2 separate regions of the Mus musculus genome follow, and region 1 is linked to region 2. A link is a contact called in public promoter capture Hi-C data. All regions are on one chromosome and are shown on one strand. Each heading gives the region's core, a stretch centred on a gene start, on an enhancer-like site or on the middle of the called end of the contact. The rest is flanking DNA. Distances are from core to core; before and after follow the strand shown.

Evidence for each region. Promoter capture Hi-C pulls out the DNA fragments that hold promoters and counts their contacts.
Region 1: a contact with region 2 is called in a promoter capture Hi-C map of hippocampal neurons, with 5 times the contacts expected there. The contact joins two enhancer-like sites. A contact is called at or near these places in 1 of 39 promoter capture datasets (hippocampal neurons) and 1 of 115 datasets of contacts at active chromatin or transcription factors (astrocytes).

The regions. Positions count from the first base shown.
Region 1 is chr4:28,932,085-28,935,978 of GRCm38.p6, forward strand. It overlaps Epha7 (Eph receptor A7), which reads left to right. Exons shown (of 17, transcript NM_010141.4): 6 at 3,620-3,744. Among named protein-coding and RNA genes, the nearest start is that of Epha7, 120 kb to the left of the region's middle. Within about 2 kb of position 2,012, at least 19 of the 459 cell types and tissues checked have an H3K27ac peak or open chromatin away from gene starts, as enhancers often do. A contact at or near this core is called in hippocampal neurons, where this site is marked.
Region 2 is chr4:26,928,516-26,932,758 of GRCm38.p6, forward strand. No RefSeq gene overlaps it. Among named protein-coding and RNA genes, the nearest start is that of Gm42264, 100 kb to the left of the region's middle. Within about 2 kb of position 1,771, at least 5 of the 459 cell types and tissues checked have an H3K27ac peak or open chromatin away from gene starts, as enhancers often do. A contact at or near this core is called in hippocampal neurons, where this site is marked.

The DNA.
Region 1 (3,894 bases), core at 762-3,261, 2.0 Mb after region 2:
GGAAAAAAAAATCCATGCTCATTCAATTCTTTGGCGCTTCATAAAGGACTGCAGTATGCATCTCTCTGCTGTCAGCCAGGGTCCCCCGCCATATCTTCTTGTGTTTCCCACTATTGTTGTACTGTGTTACCTCAACACAAATCACCAACCCTAGCTGGACCATCTTTCCATATTAAAGTCTCTAGTTTTTCTTTCAGCTTCAGTGTCCCGTGCGGTGTCACCATAACTCCTACTGTGTTTTCAAGTTATTTTTTTCTCTACTACATGGAGAAAAATTTCTCTAACCATGCATGTGCATGCAAGCCTTCATACATGCACATACACACACATACAAATAGGCATGCTTAACATTTTTGCAAGACAAAAATGAAGGCCTTGTTCTGTAATCTAAATGTGACTTTGAAATTGAATCAGAAGTTAAGATAAAAGATGATATTTGGCTGTATAGATATCAAACTGTACAAAGTAACTCTTGGTTTAGCTTTATATGTCAGTAATCCATCCTGGTTAGAGATTATAAATCTAAAACTTGATCTTACCAAATCAAAACATACTTTTTTGCTTTATTTTACTTTGAATTTCTGGATTCATAAAAATCACCAACTTTGTTATCGTGCTATTGAGATTTACTATTTATCTATGGAAATTGTGCCTTGATTTCCTCAGGTCATATGTTAATTATCATTTAGTATAGATTCCAAATACAGGTAACAGTCTACTACATGGCTTGGTATTGCATGGTGTATTTTATATCTCTCCTTATGCTTCAGAAGAATTTTTGAAAACCAAGAAAATTGCATCCCTCTCCCTAGTTCAAAGCGTCAAATTTGAATATTTCCATACATGGAGGTGGGAAATGTATCCGTGAATCATTCCATACAAACTCTGCTAAAGATTGTTAGATAGCTTTGCCATATTAATACTTCCTAACAAATATTTCCAAGTTCACATTATTGCTTACTGCTTATTAGTTTCACATCAGTTCCAATTGAATTATATATTGATTTCATTTTAATAAGTATGGACATTATAAATTAGTGTCATACCATGCAATTGGTTGTTAAATGTTATGTAATTTCATTTTAGATTTCATTTTCAGAAATGAACCATGGGTTATAATTAACTGAGCATTTGACGTGAGTAGATATACTGTGTTTCAGAAAGTAGATTAGATATGACAAGGTAACCACACGGTGCATTGTGTTTTAGCATCAGCTCACCTATGACTCTCTTATATCAATTACTTTGTAAACTGACCTTCTTAGAATCTGACTAGTTCAGAGTTATCTGTGTTTATAGATGGTATACTTTGGTGGCGCCTGTCTTCTATACCTAAAATAGTAGAACTTGGGGAAAATATTATCAGTTTTTCTGAACCAAAACCTTGTATTTGAAGGGTTTTCTTTTGCATGACTCACTATTCTCAAGTGTCAGTTGCTAACACTTCTGTCTATGCCCTCTGAAAGCACGTGCCTGAATATACTGTCAGCAGAGGTTTTAAAGTCAAATAGGTGTACGAAAAGATCAGTGTGTCCCCTTGTGGGCGTGGTTTCCTGTGCAAAAGCAGAGACATCTGTTGTGGCATGGTGAACCATTAGTGCAATAGGGTGAATTTCAAAATATTACACATTTCAAAGGGTTTTTGGCACCCTTTCTCCCATATCCTCAATTATCATAATTATATCTGTAAAAGTTCTTTTACAGTTTCAAATAGCGAGTGTAATTTTAGTGTAACTTTCAAAACTCAAGTCTTCTTTTACAGTAGAGCTTGCTCCACGTGGCAGTAACTAAGCAAGGTGTATTTATAGCCCGCATTTTCTCCAGAGCACTGAGAATCCAAGGCTTCCTGTGTCTTTCAGTTTTGAGAAGGCAACTAAGAAGAGTTTAAGCAGTCACTGAAAACTACAGTGTGTGATGCATGCTATTTGAAAGTAGACGGTAGTCTTAAATGTGTTAAACAACATCACCCATTCCTTCCCAACTTGATTTCACGTAGCCCAACTAAATTATATGCAGTGATCACACAGCAGTGTGTGGGTGAGCATGTGCAGCTCTTTGCAGTATTTCCACCTGGGCTGTGTTCTAGGTTTCAGAGCAAATGAGACTTTTGAAACGCCAAATGCAGCAGGACCTTCTTGTTGGTTGGTGTTTACGCTTCCTGAGGCCATGGAGGCCACTCACACATCTCACTTTGTGAGCTGCTCTAAGCCTGGTCTCCCTCAGTGTAGAGATAGGTTTTCATAACTACTGCAAAGGGATAAATGTTGTTGAAAATGGGTTTCTCATTGCAAATTTGTTTCACTGCAAATGTACCAGATATGCATTTACCTGTAAATACAGTCTACAGAAAGCCTCACCTGAATTTTCTTCAAGCAAAAGACATTCCACTTAATCTGCCTAGTTATTTTTTTTATTAATGTGGGCAAAAATGGCAGTCATGAATCTTCCTTGCCCTTCCTTCAAAACCGCAAAACATAGAATATGATAGAATATGTGCAAAATGTGTTTTCCAGACATTGATGCAAGAAAGTATTATGAAGTAGAAGAAACAAAAAGCCACAGGGATAAACATCAGAAATTTGCTTAAATGGCTTTGGTCCCGTATAATTGCTTTTCTGTCAGCAGGATTATTAACAATTTCGGACATCTGAAAATTAAATTAACAGCCTTGAAAATATTTTACAGAATGAGATAGAGCATGATCCATGAAACATAATGACCCCACTGAAAATCAGCCAAGTCGGCGCAGCTACTCACTTAGGCAGAGGGGACGAGTAGTAAATCATCACGGAGCAAATTGGACAGAGCAAATTAGCTTACTGAATTCCAAAGCCTTGGCTACCAGAAAGAGGATATGCCTCTAATTAGAACGAAGGAACTCAGCGCATACTATTATCAGCAAAGGGAGAGAAAGCAACACTTTAGCTTTGAACTGCCTCCATAGAGGCTCACGAGTCAGGGTTACAGAGGTGCATTACGTATGTCAGGGTGTAAAGCCGACGGCATCCCATGCCCAGCTTGACATGGGAGAATTTGCACATACTGTAGCATGTTCACCTAATGAAGTGTAAAACTTCTCACCAAAGTTAGTTGCTGTTCATTCAGACTGGAATATATATGTACATCCGCATACACAAATGAAACATAAAAACATTTTAAAGTGTGTACCCTTTAAGTGAAGACGCTGCTTCATGAACTTTTATTTCTCTACAGTATTCTGATTTTTTTTATTTCGTTTGAAACGTGTATTTTTGTTTTGTGTAAAATAAATATTTGGACTCGGTTTATCACTGGAGATTAATCTGAAATCATATTTTCTAGCCTTAATTAGCATTCATTTGCTTAATTGTCATCCTCGGCCCCATGATTTTCGTTTTCCAGCAACTTGAACAATGCTATCTTCTGCTGTTTGCACTTTCATTTAAATTTCTATTAAGGTTTATGAACAGTAATAAGGTCCTGTTTGAATATTCATTAGCTTTTGAATTGTGAGCTATGAAAAGGTGCTTTCTTTTACCTTAATGAAACTGGCACGGCATGGGACTGATCAGTTGTGACATATGATTTGAGGCACCCGGTGAATTCTCTCATTGTTTATTGACACATCTTGTCCAAACAGCTCCCTCGCAAGTGAGTGGAGTCATGAAGGAGCGAGTACTGCAGCGGAGTGTGCAGCTTTCCTGGCAGGAGCCGGAGCATCCCAATGGAGTCATCACGGAATATGAAATCAAGTATTATGAGAAAGTAAGTGTGAGAGAGCTGTGGCGCCAACAGTGCGGTGCCTGACACCATCCAACTGCGCTGCATGCAGTCCTGGGCATTCCACTACAATTCGGAGCTACATCAGGATCCATACTTACTATTAATAGCCATCACCACCACCTCTGGTTTAGG
Region 2 (4,243 bases), core at 521-3,020:
AATTTATGAGGTATTTTCAAAACTTAAAAATCTTTGCACATTGCACCTAATATTTATTTCTTAACATGTGCATTCTTTATGAATTGCTTTTCTTTGTAAATTTTATGTAAATATTCATATGTCCAGTGTAGACTCTTACATTCATTAGTTGCTAATATTGATTAAAATTTTACACATTTTTTCTGCTAATACTGATCAATTCACTATTGGCTTGAAATTCTCACAGATTTTAAGTAAGTAAGCACTTTTCAAACATTCTTTCTTTTTTATTTTTCAAAGATATGTACACTTTTTTTCCAGGTCTGTGTTTCTGGAAACACTGGATTTGTCCGGTCTCTACCTTAATTTGGCTTCGCTGAACAAGCTTTATGTGTGCTACCCACCGTCTTGCCATTTTCTCCAAGGTCTGACTGTTTCTGGGAGAGTAATAACCTAGCTATTCTTTAAACACACCCAATTTTCTCTGATTTTAGCATGTTCATTTCTTGAGCCATGACTTTCTAGCCCTTTACATAAGCATCTTTACTTTGTGAAACCTCAGAATAAAACCTTTAAATTGCTGAACCAACTCCTGATCATTGAGCTTTCTTATCATGCACTATCTCTATTTATTTATTTATTTATTTATTTATTTATTCATTTATTATTTTTGGTTTTGCTTTGTCTCCCTCCATGATACTTTTTTTGCAAAGATCAAACATGCATTTGTATAAAGTCGTTTAATATGTTTAATAGGACAAGATCTGTTCTGCATTAGTGAGGCCACAGTATACACAGTCATTGCCTCTGTATGCGCATTGATCATGGAGAGTGTAGCTACTGAATAGAAACTTCAGAAACCCTGTAGAAATTTATCCGGTCTGTTCAATTGAAAATGGAGTATTTCCCCATTCCAGAAAATCCCCTAAGCCACGTTTACGTGCCAGCATTGTTTCTTTCTTTCTTTTTTTTTTTTTTTTTGTCTTTGGGTGTCTTAAAATTTCAGGGAGCTGAAAGCTACTGAACCCAATATGTTAGAATATACTACATCTACAAAATATTTTGCTGTGTTAGCATGAGCTCTCTCTCTCTCTCTCTCTCTCTTTCTCACACACACACACACACACACACACACACACTCACACACACACACCCCTGAGCACAAGCACTCTTGTTTAATCTTACATTGATTAAAATGAAGAGTGCAATATTATTCTTCGGTTCATATTCTATTTTAGTTTTTGTAGAGCAGATATCACCAGTATAACAAATGTTTTCTAGTCTTCATTTTGATGAAAGAAAAAAAAACAGATCATATTATATAAGTGTTAAGTGCATCTTATATTGAATACTGATAATCGTAATTTTCTGTGAGTATTTCCTAAGATCAGTCATCTATTTTATGACTGTACACACAGAACTTCGTCGCTTGAACTTTTTCCGCTTTATACATAGACATTTTTATAAAATATTCATAAGAAATTGTTGACTGTAGAACTGTGGCAATTCTCTGGAGTGATCCTGGGAGTTTTTCCGTCAATGAGCTCCATGTGGCTCTGGCAGCATGGGCTACGCTCCATAAATCAGACTAAAACCATTTTATGCTACTTTCTAAAATTACTGCTATCAACAAAACCCATGAGCCTGAATTACTTAATCTATGCAGATGTTGTTAACTGCATTAATTATTTAATTCTGGCAATAAAACAGCAGTTGTATTTGCCTTCATACAGACAAACCATTCACAGGGTTCGCTTTTTGAAAGAATGTGTAATAATATAACCACTAGATGGGAGTAGACAACCTTCCAAGCAATGAACAGTTTGCCACTGGAAGTCCCTAGACTTTGATGTAAGGTAATTCTAGGTTACTGTATCACATTTCTAACCAAAGCTCAAAGAGGATCCTTTGTTAACTATTGGAAGTTACATTGAGATTGAGTTGTTTATGTCAAGAACTGAACTGATCTGAAAACACTTTCCTCTCCAGGGCCAGGATTGTCATCTATATGATTTCACGGTGAGCAAAGGACGCAAAAATATACATTTTTTAATGTCTTTACTGACACAGAACCCACTTTAGATCATAGTTAAGAAACTAGTAGTTTGACAAATTAAATTCTTCGTTTTGAAGTACAGCTGTGTTCTAAAAATAATTACATAAACTAGACCTGAAAGAGAGGAATCGACTAAGCTCCCGCTGTCTTAAGAAAGATGGTTAATTGAATAGTTCATGCACATGTGCTGAATAATAAGCACCTCCAATCAAAGATAAGTATAAAACAAAATGAATGTTTTTAACTGGGTGAGCTGTGCCAGTGAGCCTCGACCGGTCAATGAAGTTATAATTGGTTCTAATTACAACATTTCAAGATGTTAATGATTTTGTTGTTGTCATTGTTAACCTGTATCTAAATCAAGAACAAAGGTAAAATAAAAAAAAAAAAGTTAGAGGAAGTAAACGTAAAATGACGAAGCTGCATAATTCTTTCACCTTAGTAACCATATCCAAAACTCAGATTACTTTCTAGTGAGGCAAAGATGGATGATGCACAAAATGTTCATCTTAAATGGCAGTAAAGTTTTTCCTCAAGAAAAAAACTGTAATCTTAATTTTAAATGTTAAAATGAATCTTGCTCATTTCATTATTGCTCTTACCACCCGTAGCAACACAGGCAGTGCAGTCATCAATATAAGGCAAAGGCTATATTGTCTGTTGAAATCTCAACCCTTACGACTCTTCTCAATTCCTGAAACCTGTCTGATTTTCCCTGTACAGCACTCATCTTCGAATCAGATTTGAGTTTTATGATAGTATGCTTTATTCATTTCTAATTGTTACTTATAGTTCAATTATAGATGTATTCTCTGGTTTCTCTTAATAATATGCTTCAGAAGGTTTTCAAAAATTAATCTCAGACTAGATTTTCTATATTGGATATTGTAACCACATTTTCCTGATTTCAAACTCAGAAGACCACTACTATTCAATTATATCTTCACAGATGTAAATTTTACTCCAGTTTTAATATTTTTTTCAAGTTAAATATTATCATTTTTAAATGGCAAAAATTTAATAATATGTTTTATGGCAATTTTGCAAATTTAAATAACTAAGTAAATGTTAAATATGTCTCTTATGCTATTAGCTTGTAATAATACGTCTGTCAAATTATGAGCAAGAAAAGTTGTCTTTGTAATAGTAGATAATAAATGCAATTTTAAAAGAATATTCTAACTAGATTTAAATATCTTTATCACAGCATTAAGGAAAAAAGAATTATGTAGTAAAAATAGTAAAAATAACATTATTTTTCTTTAATATGTTTTAAAATAACCATTCTAATTCATACAAATGTTAAAATCATATGAAATCAGCTTAGTCTTTCAAATGCAAATGTTACTATGAGCTTTAAGGGGATGGTAAATTGATTTCTGAAAAACAAGGCTATCGCTAGGAAACACATACAAATTTCAATTCAAAATCAAAAGTTATTTAATTATCTTATGTGAATAAGCCTTAACAGAGTTAATATAAAAATTCTTATACTATAATTTAATCATTTTAGTAAGAAAAGTAAAAAAAAAGTTACTAAATGGTTATTGTTCTATCTTAGCTTTAGTTTTAAATAATACAAATATTTTCATGTATAGTTACATTTATTTAAATTTTCCAGTTTTAGTACTATAAGGGTATACATTGATTAATTTTTGGAAGGAATGTAGTACTAAATGTGTTTACATTTTTCTGTTTTCTTTGGCCACCTACATTTTTTGCATAATTTGTTTTAGCATCTTACTGGGCTTTGCACCCTTTACTCTCTGCTTGTTTGAACAGTTACTTTGGACTCTCTTCAGTATAAAACCTCATAATAGCCACAAAAAAATGCACTGAGTGTAAGTGTTCTGCTGTATTTAAACTTTCCTATGTGTCCACTCCTCCATTAATAAAGACTGGCTTAAATATTTTTAACATAATTGAAAAATTTTTTATGTGCATAGTTTTGCTTGCATGTGTGTTTATGCACTGTGTGTGGAAGCCAAGTTTTCTAATCATAGTAAAATGAAAGAGTGAAAGACCTTATTAATTGTAAGTGACTAAATATAACATGTATTTATTCTATTATAATTTCTTAGGTGCTGTTAATATTTTATCTGATAATAGAAACATGGTTTTGCAAATACCCATACATTATATTACCCTATTCCCTTGTAAAATCACATATACTCATATATAAAAATACTCATATATATATACATATAT